2 separate regions of the Rattus norvegicus genome follow, and region 1 is linked to region 2. The links are chromatin contacts, called in public Hi-C maps. All regions are on one chromosome and are shown on one strand. The core of a region is the stretch at or near the end of the contact, and the rest is flanking DNA. Distances in the headings are between cores, read along the strand shown.

The links. Hi-C and Micro-C count contacts between places; a contact is called where the count stands out from the background.
Region 1: a contact with region 2 is called in a Hi-C map of Schwann cells, with 4 times the contacts expected there. The contact joins the promoter of Adgrl3 here to the enhancer-like site in region 2. A contact is called at or near these places in 1 of 12 Hi-C or Micro-C datasets (Schwann cells) and 1 of 1 datasets of contacts at active chromatin or transcription factors (oligodendrocytes).

The regions. Positions count from the first base shown.
Region 1 is chr14:27,453,915-27,461,417 of GRCr8, forward strand. Adgrl3 (adhesion G protein-coupled receptor L3) reads right to left here and starts at 4,190. Exons shown (of 28, transcript NM_130822.2): 1 at 4,077-4,190.
Region 2 is chr14:27,317,113-27,324,366 of GRCr8, forward strand. All of the region lies in intron 2 of Adgrl3 (adhesion G protein-coupled receptor L3), which reads right to left. Among named protein-coding and RNA genes, the nearest start is that of Adgrl3, 140 kb to the right of the region's middle. Within about 2 kb of position 3,464, at least 21 of the 93 cell types and tissues checked have an H3K27ac peak or open chromatin away from gene starts, as enhancers often do.

The sequences.
Region 1 (7,503 bases), core at 2,940-5,439, 140 kb after region 2:
TTATTTTACTTATGAAGTAGAATTAAATTGACTTTTTTTCCCAGGCCAGGAGAATTATTAAGCACATTTTGAGGTGGAAAGGAGGCTACAGAGCATAGGAATTACTAATGTTATACTAGCTTATCATATATATATATGTGTATATATATATATATATCAGTATCAAGTTCACAATGAATGTAATAGTAGTTTTCTTTGTAAGAATTAAAAATCTCCATAACCACATACATGCACCCATAGCAAACGTGATTGTGTGTATGCCTGAGATAATAAACAAATAAACAAAGTACCCGAATGCCTTTATATTTGACTGCTTTTGTCTTATAAAGTGAAGCATTCTTTAACTAAATGTATTTGCATACAATAAAAAGTCACAAATGAAATGCAACAATCCTTGAAGACCATGTGCAGCCTAACAGGCAAACAAAGGGTAAGTTACACTGTGTCTTCAACCTACCCTAAGTGATCAAGGGAAGATTTTGAATGTGATGCAAATTTAAGGAATCAAAGGCAAAAGAGCCATTCGTGAGACTTAGGAAAAGCTCAGCTTCCTCTCCTCCCAACCACTCTTAGCACCACTCAATCCATCTCAGCATTTCTCAGAATCAGTGCATGATCCTAAATCCAAAAATCACACTTGTTTTTCCTTGCTGATTTCTGAAGCAGAAAGCCCTCCTTTTAGCAGTAACTGTCCTTTTCATTTGACAGCCCCCTGAAGAGTTTCAACCAAACTGTAAAGTGGCCCCTTTCAAAACTGTAAAGAATTTACTTTTGCATTATGATTTGACTAAGTTCAATCTTTGTGATCTTACAGTCATTTTTAATCTACTACTTATGAATTTTAGGCTCTAGCTCTTATGAATCGAAGGTAAATCAAGTCCATAAAAATGTTGCCTGTTGCTGGATACTAGAATCAATGCCAGGCCCCATAGCTGGAGCCAGTAAGTCCCACACTGACCATGATTCCCTCAAAGGGTGTGGGAGGCGGGATCTGCAAACTGCATGGAGAATATTAAGAAAGCGATTTCAGAATGACCTCCCATTCATATTTTTAAGCAGGGTTTTCAATGTGAGGCGTGATCTTCATACTGAGCTACTGAAACGGAGACAGCAAAAGCATTTTCCAAGCTGATAAATCACAGGCTGGCTTATCACTCTTCTGGCCAAAGATCCCTGATATAGCCCATCATCTCCATCTCAAGAAATCAAATAGTTCACATAAACCTTTGTACTCTACTCTGGGTAAGTGAATGGAGCCCACTCCGCCATACACCACAGACTCCAGAGGAACAGATTACTGGATGTTTGGTGGAGACAAGTGCTAAGGAATGGCATGCAAATGCTCTTGACATGTGCACCTTTGGTTAAAGACAGCGCAATACATTGACAGACATCAGGACCTGTGGAATGCACGATTGCTAGGAAACGCACGCTGCTAGGAAACAGAACAGATCTGATGGTATCTTCCAGGGTAAAGACTGTAAATCACTGGGTTGCAAACTGCTAAAAGTAGAGAGGAAGTATTCTACCATCCTCAGAAATGTTTGCAAGTACAGAAACTTTCACAGAAACCCCCCAGAAAGGAAGAAAAAAAAAAACCATAGGAAGCAAGACTCTAGGGGCGAAATCATAAATCTAAGTTGTTTTTTTTTTATAATGGTCATGGTCATGTATAATATCTCCTATAAATATTTTATAAAGTATAACTTAATCAAAATTAGGCATGAGTGAATGATCCAGTACTTGTCCTTTGTAACCTATGTCTTATGGTCAGAACCTTAATAAAAGTACACTTAAAAATAAAGGACACTTCTACAAAAACATGTTTTTAAGTTAACTAGAACCTACCCACTTTGCACAGACATCAAAGTAGTCAGAAGTAATATACAACTAAGTATTGCAATATATTTTACTTATTGTATTTTTCAAGAGTTATCTTTGCAAGCATAAGTTTATTAAGAAGTGTTTATCTCTGTACATCTGTTACGCGTTCCTTCACTGCTAAAAGGAGAAAAAACACAAAACAAAACAACTGAAGGAAGGGATTTCAGCATAAACATCCTCTTGTTTCCTACACAAATGATCCTCTTTGGGTGACACTGGAAAACAACTGGCAATTTTACGTGTAGTGCGCATACAGACAAATTGAGTGCGAGAACTGCTGACCACTTAGTACATTATAGACTGAAAAATGAATTAGGGAGCTTCCTAACCTCTGTTATCTCATAGACAAATGCAGCTGACTTTCCAAATGCAAAAAAAAAAAAAATCACTAAAGTGATCCCTTGCAGATTCTACGACACCATTCTCTAACTAGCGATGACAAGACCATATGACACTAAAATTAGCAGACCTCCTATTTACTTCAGAGCAAAACACAGAAGGCATTTTTTTCCCCTTCCGCCAGAGTCTATGTGTCTTCTTTCTCTGGCAGCTGGCTGCAAGGATATAAAATCAGAGGTGCAAGCAGCCCTTACACTTCCTAATGAGTAATCCACCCAGGAAAGTAAACACAACAGACACCAGCAGGTTCAGCTCTGAGGAAGACAGTGGCAAAGATGCTTACACTGTTGTTTACAATGTTCTCTCTCTAACTACTGCAGTCAGGGGCCATGGGAGCCTCAGGGAGGAGACACTTGGGAGGTGGCTCCCAAGCCTCCAGTTTGCCCAACTCACTGGCTATCGATAAAAGCAACACACGTTTCTATTCGGGCGAAGAATGTGGCCAGATCATTCCAGAGACCAAGGTTTCTGCGGGCTACACTTGATTACCGCAAATCTGCGAGAGGTGACTGCTCTAGCAGGTCCAATCAAGGCCAATTTGGGATACGTGGAGCGCTGCACCAGCGACTCCAAACATTGCATAGATCTCCAGGGGAGAGGGAACCTGCCGCCAGCTTCCTCACAACCCCACTGGGGGCCCTTGGGGCCTCCTCAAACCAGATTTTCCAGCTAAGCAGATCCCAAGCGATTTCTATGAACAAGCTTCTCTCAAAGAGCTCCCCTATCCCTGCACAGGTCTCCCCGCCACCCTAAACGCGCAGGATCCTAGACACTCAGATAACACGCTCGCGGACCACTGGCCAGCTTCCCCTACAAACACAGGGCTGCACTGCTGGACGTCTGGCATGCTCAGCAGCCTCCTCTCGGCAGGGACTAGAGGCTGTCTAGTGCTGGTCCTTGCGCTTCACTTCAGCCCAGAGACTGTCCATCTCCCAAGAGAAGCACCCAGGTGCCAGCTCGCCTACCTGTAACCCGCCACCAGGGCCACCACTGCTCTGCCCACCGCACCCTGGCGCTGCGGCCGCCCGACCCCATTGAACATCCTTTCTACACTGGGTGCTCTCTCCCGGCACAGCTCAACCCCGTGACACCCACGAAAGTGACAGCTTTCTCCAGCTAAAATCGCTCAACAAAGCCTAGGCACTCCGGTCTAAATAAAACTGCCCGGCTATGAGAGATGTCTGGAGGCAACACGGTTCCACTTCTCAGGGGCACGACCTGGACAATCTCAGCCACCTTGGATGCTCTAAGGCAGGCGTCCAGGGAGGATCATGCCAGGCTCACCACCCCACATTCGCCATCACCCCCGAACTGCGCTCCTCACCCGGTCCCTGTTCATCCTCCAACCCGTTCCCACGTCCAGTGTTGCTCCAGCCTAGCTGAGGAAAGGCGCCCCCTCGGCTGCTTCTGCCCCGACCAAAGGACAGCATTGGGGTGACAGGGGAGGGAAAATGCGCGGGGTGGGATTCGTCCCTGTCACCCAGCTTGCGCGACTGACAGAACGCGGGTTCTCCTCTCCTCTACATCTCCCTGTGTCACCGGGTCGCCCAGTAGCTGATAGAACCTCGAACCCATGCCAAACCCCAGCGCCCACCAGCCAGGAGGCTCCCTTCCCGCCCCGCATCACGATCAGATGAGTGTGCGCATGAGGGCGAGTGTGCGAAGGCGAATGTGTGAGTGGAAGGGTGAGTGTACGTGAACCCCGCACCCCCTCGGTTGCCCGCCCATCGGATGCCTCCGCCTGCGCCCGACCAGGGCGACCACAATTATGAAGAGTGCAAGGAATAAATTACCTTTCGTAACCGCTGGTCCCTGAGATGGTCCCATCAGTTGCTCAACAACCTGCAACCCGGTGCAGTTTTCCACAATCCATCCATTGAGCCCCGGGGCAAAAAAAAAAAAAAAAAAAGAAGAAGAAGAAGAAGAAATAAAAAAAAGAAGAAGAAAGAAAGAAAAAGAAAACAGAAAAAAAGATGGACCTGTCCCACTGTAGATACCCCAGTCACACCAAGCAACGAATGATAATCAAAACGCAGAGACGACAGGAGGGTGGAGACCCCAGTCAAAGAAACAACAAAAAGTGTCTCTTTTCCTTTCTTCTTCTACACAGCCATGGAGAAAGGGGAAGCCGGGAAAGCCAAAGCAAGTCTTCCTGTACGTTTCCTCGCTTCACACGCCCCAGGGGGCAAAAGCGGAGCAAAGAGAAGGAGGGTTCAAATGTCTCTCTCAGGGCACAGTTGCACAACTTCGGAGTCAGGCTGTGTCTCTCGCTGCAGCCGGTGGACCCAAGCGGGAGCTATTAACATGCGGCAGTCATAGCTAGAGCTGCTTTCCCTCCTCCTGCAGCCGCCGCCGCCGCCGCCGCCGCAAGAAAAGCCGCTGCTGAGGAGACCAAAAATCTTCCACCATCCCCCCCCCGCAGCCGATCTTTATATCCAGTTCTCCCACCCCACCCCCCTTCTCTTTCTTTTTCTTCTTCTTCCTCGTCCTCCCCTTTCCGCCTCCGAGCGGGAGGGAGGGGATAGGTAGGGGCAGCCGCGAGGACCAGTAGTAGCTTCTCCGCCCAGCCCTCCTCGCCGTCCTCCTCCTGCTGCCCCCGAGGTGCTCCGGCAGTAGAGGGTCCGCTCTGCCGCCCGCAACCCGCTCCGAGAGCCCAGGCGCGAGCCGCGCAAACTCCTTGCCGGGTGTACGGCGTGGACGCGCCGGCAGAGCGGGCGCCGGGCCGCCGAGGGCTGCGTGCCTGCCGCGGGTGGCGAGCCCCGAGCTTCGGTGGTCGCGGATCAGCTCGCCGGCCGTGCCGGGTAGCTTCGGGCATACGGGAGCTTCATCGCCCAGCCCGGGCTCCGAGCCGACGCCGCCACTGCCAACCTCCTCGGCCGCCGGCTTCAGTCCTCTTTTTTTTTTTTTTATTTTATTTTTTTTTCCTCTTCTTGACTCCCCCACCGGAGCCACTGGGGCTCGGGGCGCCCTCCAGACACGCACACGCTCTTCCCCGCGCGCACACACACACGGGCGAGCTCCTGCCACAGCACACCGTGGAGCCCGAGCGCGCACACCCGGAGGAAGAGGACCGAGGCCAAGGAAATAAATAAATAAATAAAAGAGAGAGAAGAAAGAAAGGGGAGGGGGGGCGAGTCACAGGCGGTGGCGGCGGCAGCAGCAGCAGCAGCTGCGGGAGCGGAGGCAGCGCGCAGTCCGCGAGATGCCAGCGGCGGCGGCGGCGGCGGCGGCGGCAGAGGTAGCGGTGGCGGCTTCGCCCTCCCGGCCCTGCCGTGCCATCTGCATCTCCGCTCCTGGGAACTGGAGCGAGCGCAGCGGGCCGAGCGAGCGGAGGGGGCGATCGCGCCCGCAGACAGGCAGCGTGCGCACAGCGGCCAAGGCAGCCGAGGCCGGAGTGAGCCACCGGCGGGGTGACGGGCAGGAGGGCTCCCAGGACCGGGGAGGGGGGCTCCAGGCCGGGAAAGGGGCGGCTAGCAAAACCCGGATCTGGAGTCCGCGAGGGCTCCGCGGGCGCGGGCTCCACCTAGCCGCTCCGCAGAATCTTGGAGATGGGAAGCGCGGGGCGGCTAAGGGAGGCTTCCCTTGCAGGGTTTGTCAGACAAAGGGTACCTCTCTCCTGGGTAGGAGCATGCCTTTATCTCTTTCTCTCTCTCCTCTCTCCTCTGGTTTCCTCTCTCTTTATCCGCTCTCCCTTTCCACTCACCCCCACCACCCCTTCTCTCTGCACTCAATCTCTTCACTCTCCCTGCCTCCCTCTGGTTCTCCTCCCCCACTCTCCTGTAGGTGAATGAGGTACCAGGCTGGGAGTTCTGCCAGTGTCTTTTTTCTTTTTTTTTTCAGGTGCAGATTACTCCACGTGTTCTTTATGCGGGAGCTGACTTCTAAAGCATTGCCTGCCTTTGGGTGCATTTTATGTTTCTTGAAACTTACCTCAGTGTACAAGTTCATTGCAAAATCGAAAGTACATCCCCCCCCCTCCGGAAAAAAATATGGGACCTAGAGACTCGATGATTTTGATTTCACATCAATAAAAATCACCATGAAGGATAGAGAAAACTGTCTTGGTTCTAGGTCTATGCCTTTTGTTACCATAAAGTTTGCTCAAGTGACCTTCGTCAATTAATTGTACCTCTTTGGGATGCTTTTGTAAATGAAATTGTTCAGTGTGTCTTCCTTCCTTCCTTCCTTCCCTCCCTCCCTCCCTCTCCCCCCCCCCTCTCTCTCTCTCTCTCTCTCTCTCTCTCTCTCTCTTTCTTTCTTTTTTCTTTCTTTCTCCTAAAACATTTTACCGGTTCAATGACTAAAGGAAGTAGTTTCTATATAAGCATAGTCTAGTGACTAAGAATTATTGTGTGAACCCGACAGGTACATCACATTCCTATTCGGGTCTGTCAAGTTGAATGAGGCTATATAGTGTCATAAGGATCCAATAGCCTATGGGAAATTACAAGGTGGTAACTAAGGCCCCAGCAGATCTCTAAACCCAACTGTCAGCATAATTAGCTCACCATCCCTTCCACAAGAATGAATTGCATTCCTTTGTCAAAGCTCAACTCACCTGCCAGATTTTCAAAGAACCCTTTACTTAACTGTCCCAAGGTGAAGAAAAAAAATGTGCTTTTGAAACATAGGATGTGTGTTATACACACCATAGCCATTATCTTGTCCACTTGGATCCTAAGTGTTCTCCAAAGGTCTTGATGTTAAAGGCTGGTCCTCAGCCACTGATAATTTTGTGGGGTAGTACATCATTTAAGAGGTTGGGCCTGCTCTAAGGATGTTAGAACAGTGAAGATGGAACTTTGTAGAGGATATAGGGAACCCCGCCTTTGTACCCTGAATTCTATTTCCCACTCACTGAGGTGAACAGCTTTGCTTTGTCATACAATCACGGGTATTGCTTTGTACCATAGATACCAAAACAACACAGCCAAGTAGGCACAGACCGAGGTCTGCAAAACTGTAAGCCAAAATGAACGTCCCTCCCATGAGGTTACTTTTCTAGGTATGCTGTCACAAGAAGGAAAATGTGATTAAGCAGCTAACTAGCACAGCACTTTACTGGTTACCTCTACCACAGCACACATTTCCTCCTGCTTATTTCAGGCTCCTTTCAAACAAATAGCTGCTTGTCCCTGTATCTTCTCACATTGTAAGAACTATTTGAGAGGTGAATTCCGAGCTTTAATAGGAGATATTAGGAAATAATATCCTACATAC
Region 2 (7,254 bases), core at 2,214-4,713:
CGTTACTAGCATTTTAAATACACATGGGGTATGTGTGTGTGTGTGTGTGTGTGTGTGTGAGTGTGTGTGTGTGTGTGTGTGTGTGAGAGAGACAGAGAGAGAGAGAGAGAGAGAGAGAGAGAGAGAGAGAGTGTTATGAGTGATTATCTAGTGAGTGCCACTTGGTAGCAATCAATCCAATTCCTGAGAGTTATACACCATCCTTAAACATTCAAGATACAATGTTGCTACAAAATATTCTACTCTATGGCGGGCAGTCAAGCAAATGAAACCTAATACCAGCACACCCGTTCTTTAGGGCTTCAGTTTCTGAAAATGAAGAGTGATGGGCATAATATTTGGCTTAAAATTCTAAGATTTCTTCTAGTATAAGATCACTCTAACTACAATGCTAACTAAATCTAAATGCAATAAATGTATGCTTATCATATAAATAACATCTGGAAGTCTAGTATATGTGAATGAGTGTGTTCAAGAGTTACATATGTGGGTTGGGGATTTAGCTCAGTGGTAGAGCACTTGCCTAGCACCCGCAAGGCCCTGGGTTTGGTCCCCAGCTCCGAAAAAAAAGAAAAAAAAAAGGAGTTACATATGCATGCTTTTATTGATCCTGAAAAATGTGACTGTGAGTTACAAGGATTCATTTTCCTTAGTGTGTGTGCACATGCGTGTGTGTGTGTGTGTGTCTGTGTGTGTGTGTGTGTGTGTGTGTGTGTGTGTGTGTGTGTGTCTGGTGTTAATAGTTCACATGTGGAGCTTGGATGCAATGCGTGAGTAGAGTTTTTCCTGAATACGGATTCTAGGGAGTGGACTCAGGTTGTCTGGTTTAGCAACAAAAGTCCCAGGAGCTCTTTCATAAATACCTTTCTTATTAATTTAATATAAAGGGACTAGTTACTTGGGGTAGGTAGGCTTTTCTGATCTCTTCTCCATTTCACTCCTATAAATATTCTTATAACTGGGAAGAGCTGAGAGCTCTTATGTATTCTCGAGAAAAATCACTCATTTATCCATTACTTAAATCTGATTTGGGCTTATTGGGTACACAAGAATTTTTGTAAAATTCCCAAACTATCACCACGACTCAAAAGCAAAAGTTATGGTGGTGATTTTATATCCCTTTCTATGTTTAAAATGAGAACTATTAGAACATGAGAATACAGGAATTCTATATGTGGTATGTATGCATTCATAACTTTATTTTATTCTCTTATCAGAAGACTTAAGGAATACATATTCAGAAATACATTTGCTACATGTTACAATTTATGTCTGTTTTCAATATTGGACAATTTTTAATGGATATAATACTATTAGCAGTTGGTACACTCTGTACAAAATCCACTTGAATACTGCCCTCAATGTAACACTGATTCAAAACACGATTTTTTTATCTCACTATGGTGACATGTTCATATACCTATTTTATATTTCACATTCAATACACTATTTAATAAATTACACATGGTACTCAATACAACCTCAGAAGGATGCTTTATGTCCTACATGACTTTGCCTAGCTGTAAGAAAAAGAATGTGTTTGGAGCATGCTTAAGGCAGGGTGGGCTAAGCTTTTTCTGGGTGTTTAATAAATTAAATGATTTTGAGTTGTATTTCCGACTTGTGAAGTATTTACCAAGATAAAAGCCAGTCACAAGTTGAGTGCTTTATCCATTTACAGTCATAAAATAATGGCAGTATGTATATACTGGATAGATTTTCTTTCTATTGAAACAAACCAAAATATAATCGAATCAGTAGATGTGCACACTCTCATACAGACAGACCAGGATTTTTTTCCCTCAATTTTATATTGACATGGAAAGTCCTAAACTGCTACCATGAAGATATTAAAATGGAAAATAGAAGGACCTTTCTTTTTAATTAAGGCATGCCAAAGACTTTTTCATATTCAGCCAGGCCTGATAACACACAGCCAGCACTTAGGAGGCAGAGGTAGGTGGACCTCTGTGAGTTCAAGGCCAGCCTGGTCTGCAAACTAAGTTTCAGAAGAGCCAAGGCTGTCACACAGAGAAACCCTGTCTCAAAAAAACCCAAAAACCAAAACCAAACCAAACCAAACCAAAACAAAACAAAAACAAAAACAAAAACAAAAAACAAAAAAACCCACCTTCTCATACTCATCTGTATTTAAGTTATGAGTAGACATTGCTATATTTAGAGTGTGTGCCTATATAGATGTGTGCATACATATGCATAAAATTTCATGTAAAAATTTATGCAGGTCAGTGCTCTTCCCAAATACCCAAGACACCTAATACTAGACTCTTAAACAATCTTAAAAAAGCCAATGAATATCCAAAGGAAGAGCTGGCTTTTAAAGTCATGTGTTCACCTGTTTATCCGTTAAACGAGAAACTGCATCGGAAACACAGTACACAGCAAGCATTCAATGAGTTCTCATGAGCTCGTTTAAATATCCATTTACACGGATCCCTGTATAAAGAGTTCATTTCCATCTGAGCTAAAGGCTTCAACAGACATAAAAGAGGAATGGAAAGGGGGGAACATCTTGACCTTCACAAACACCAACAAGCATCCAGGTAGGCAATGACCAAAACAGACAAAACAGAGGCGTCTAAAAGGGTTGCAGCATCCCCTTGTTGATGCTTTTTCTTCCTCCTCTCAAGGTACCTTGAAGAGAAGGCAAACAAATCTACCATGCCTAATTTGTAATTCTCATCTGCCTGCTGCTTGGCTATTTTGTCAGTGAACTTTATTTCACTCACCTCAAGCCCCCTCCCTCCTGAAAAAGAAAAGAAAAGAAAAAACAGAACAGTCAAAGGAGGTGATCGCCAAGAGGCCAGAGGCGCAAAATCCCTGGAAGAAACAGAGCAGGAATGTGACCTGTGCAGAACCGACGACGTGGACAAAACAGGAGGATCTTGCAGGGATCAGACAGGCGCTTCAGGAGCATTTGCCAGGAATAGCCAATAAAGTAACCTGCCAGGTAGGGTAACCCAAGAAAACAAAGGCTGATTCATTCACACCTCCACAGGTAGAAAAGGAGCCAGGAACTTCACCCATTTTTGCCTGGGGAACCAATGGGTTTTTAAATTAGGAGAACCACACGGTAAGAGCACAATCTCCACCTAAATGCTATTTTATGAGAATACACAACAGAGTAGCGATTGTGTATTTTCCTTTTTATTTTCAGAAAATCCCCTCTTTAAAGCTTCTGAGAAAAACACTGGGATTATAAGATTAAGAAATACAAAAGATGTCTTTGTTACGGGGCATACTGTTTATACCCAGATATCATGAAGCCTTGCATTCAAAACCCAGCCGTAATGGAGGCCCACAGCAGAATGGGTACAGTGAATGCAGCCACCCTGAATGTTGGTAGATTATTATACAAAGGGCAGCTATCCCACTGAGAGGGCTGGCAGCTTGACAGAGGACCAACAAACGAATAAACTGAAAAGCTTAATGAGTCCAGTTTCACCCTCCCACCTCCCAGCCCTGACACTGAGGCAAACAAGCCACCATAATAACCTGTGCCCTTCACTCTGCCTAAGGGAGAGGAAGGATAGCCAGCCTTCTTGGGGCATTACGCCTGGAAGAATGGGAATCTGAGAGCTAGAGCCACACAGCTCCACAAGTCTTCTCTGACTACACAAATAATCCCAATGCTGGCACGCAAGCGCCATTTTCTTTCCTCACTAAGTGTGAGTAACACTAACCATTGCTCAGAATCAACTCATGTTTGAGAAAGAAAAACGTTCATCCATTCATTTTCTGACAAAACAAAAGCACTTTGGGGAGATTTCCTGGAGGAACCGTTGTTTGGAGTCCTGGCTATGTCCATCTTGTGTAATCTCTCCCATATCTGAATATTACTGAATTGCTTGGAAGTTCTCTCTGTGTTTTCTACATTTGATATCGAGAGTTGAAATACCCAAAGGACTAAAGCTATATCCATGCTGAGGATTCTACCGGGCTGACAGAGAATGAGAACTTCTTAAGCCAAAAAAACAAACACCAGTAACAAAGCTGTCCCGGTGAGGTGCTGGGCCCACTCTCCCAAGCACAGTAGCGTGTGAGGGGTGGGGTCCACTCTATTATTGGAGAGAACTAGTAGGAGAACTTCTGAACTGTTCAGTCTTTTCCAGTTCAAATGTTACAGATTCCAAGGCAATTCTTGGTTCCCTTAAAGTGTTCTATTGCCAATCTCAAGTAAAATATTTGTAATGTGCAAAACTAGCTTCCACCAAAGCTAATAATGTCATTGGACAATGTATGAGATTTTTAAATTGATATTTCTTCCTTTTACTATACCACATAATCTTCCAATGTATGTTTCTGAAAGAAAAAAAATCAGCATTAAGTATGTCTTTGTTCTGGGTTTATACAAAAATTTATAAAATTGTCAGAATAGCAATAATACTGATAAATAAAAAGTAAAAAACAAAACAACAGCAAACTAGTCAAGAGGTTGTAATAATATTAACCCTGCATAGAGAGCTATCATTTTAGATTCACCAGGTCAGTTGTCAGGCCAAAGGACCAGCATTTGGAAGGTGAACATGGTTCACGTTAAACCATGCTAAAAAGATGGGCAGAATCATCAGTCCCTTAATAAGGCCCTGCAGTTTTCAATCTCAGAAACCTTGGCCTTAGCACATTAGTTAACAAGGACACATCCAATCAAAGACATGTTTGCCCACTTTATTAAATTATTCAATAAAGCATAAATCCTCCTTCTCCTCTTGCACTCTCTTTTCAAGGTATGCTTTCCTAAAAACTCTGGGTTTGCCCAACATTTGAGGCTTCCTTAATCTTTCTTAAGGGCCACCTGTGATGGGGCCCCTTGTCCTGTGTCTGACCTTCATGTGATTGAATGGCTTTAGCTCTCTGCTTTTCTCCATTCTCCTTGTCTGGGCAGCAGCTGAGATTTACTGTTTGCCTGCCCTGTTTTTGTTTTTTATTTTTCTATTTAATAAAATTGTCCCTAAGTATCCATTTGAGCCCATTCTTAAATTCTCTTATTAACAAGATTAAGAACAGCAAGATGCAACCTTAATTTCTCCCGTTTTAAAACAACTTCTCCATTGGAACATATATTTAAGGCAACATGCATATATGTTCCAGGGACACAGTCAAACATATTTAGCTCAAGAATAAATCATTTTGGTATGCCCTTGGATGATATCTAATCTGCTGACACTACATTTTGACTATATAAAGGATGTGTTGTATGCATTATGTATTAAATATATAATACACATATCATTATATATACATAATATAATACATATATTACATTGTTCTCCATATAATTTTATACACAAACATGCACACATACATGCACATACACACAAGTACACTGTTTAAAATTATAAAATTTTTACAGTGAGTAAAATTTTTAGTTATTAATAAAATTAGAAATTGTGATATTGCAAGTTCAGGTACTTGAGAGTAAAACATTAACAGAAATCTTCTTTGCCCTAGGAACGGCCACAACACACTGGCTTTTAATTCAGAAGTCACTTAAAAGCCAAGTGTGCCATCGCATTCCTGCAATCCCAGTGCCTGGGAGGCTCAGGAATTAAGCATTTGTAGCTTGCCTGGGCTTATGAGACATGATGAGGCCATGCATCAGAACATGGCTAGGGCAGTGCAGAAAAGCATTGCGTAACAGCTTAAAGGAAGACTTTACAGGAATTAGCAAATACCCCTCAGAACCTGCAGTTTGGAAGCTCCAAAGCTGTGTTCCTTACCCAAGCTGACAGCTCTACTCCCTCTCACCTCTTGCCCTGTCCTAGAGACACTGCTGAAGACTCCTTAGCATATATTTGAACATTTATTCCAATTTCCTCAAACCACCTGCCAGTCTTTCACTGACAGATCCAACTGTCAAAGCTCTTCCCTTTTTGGGCTGGTTTAATTGCTTCCAGTAAAAAAGAAACTGACATTCTACTTTGTTAAAAAAAAGTGAAGCTTTTGACATTTCAGGAAGTTAATAGATGAATAAACCGTATCACTCGCACACCTGTCCTTTAAGGGAATTTGACCTGGATACCTGCGTGCCGTGCTCAAACGTTTATAATTGAACTAGTTGATGAATGAAGAAGGATGAAGTGAGCCACACTGCAAGGTGCATGCTGAGTCTGCTCCTTTAAGTGGCAAAATCAAATACCAATGGCATTGCTTTAACAAAAAGAAAACACAATCATAAGGCTGTAACAATCAGATTGAATCGATGCATTACGCCTCTTTATTTGGGGGTAGCCTTCTTTCAACTGAGAACAACTCAACCTCATAACCGACCTGCAAACCATCCGTATATTAAAAAAAAAGAGGATTATCTAACAGAGACGATGTTTTAGATGCTTTTGTAAAAAAAAGAAAAAAGAAACAGATAACTCTTAACCCAACATTATATTAGGGCAGTTTTCCCCCTAATAAGCCAATACTATTATCTTAAGAACCCTGTCTGCCAATGGAAAGCAGAGACTTTTGTTTTTAATTTCCAAGTCATCTCTAAGTTATGTATTAAGTTGATGTGAGGCATAGCAGTCATTCACTCCTGAAATGTAACACACAAACGTAGAAAAGCTTTAATCAATTCAGACGTAGGATATAATATAAAATGAGATTTCATCACCTCTTAATCTATTAGGGTGGAAAAAAATATCTTCCTAAGCCCAGCATGATGAATAGATATGCAGTTCTGGTATCACTTGCTAACATCACTTTTAAAAAGATCTAGATATATAATCTTCTCTAGGAATGTTTAATTACATATTATCCAGTTTTTCCTGGTTGCTCATAAGCTATTTTTTTTTTAAAAGGGAAAAGCAATCCACCTGGAAACCTTCATAGACGCCATTCTCAGCATCCCAAGATACACACAGGAATCCTACTTTGGAGGGAGATGTTTTAGACTCATGCAGTGGACCTCTCCTTGCATCATAAACGTTCTCCCTTGACAGAATTCATCGCAGAGCTATTTTAATAACCAGGATTCTAAGTCTTTCTTCCTAATTAAACTTTTCTATGTTTCCTTTCATTTTCCTTTCATGCCAAATATATTCCTCTAAGCTTTACTGAGAAGAACTAATCTCCAACGGGAAGCTCTATTCCACACAGCATCTTTTCCGTTTCCTTCCTTCTTCCTCTAAAATTGAGAAATAACTCATGAAAATACTCAGGCTAGAGTCACATCCCTGGAATTGACCTTAGATAATATTTATTCAAATTCCTGGGTAGAGAACGAAGATAGATTCTAGA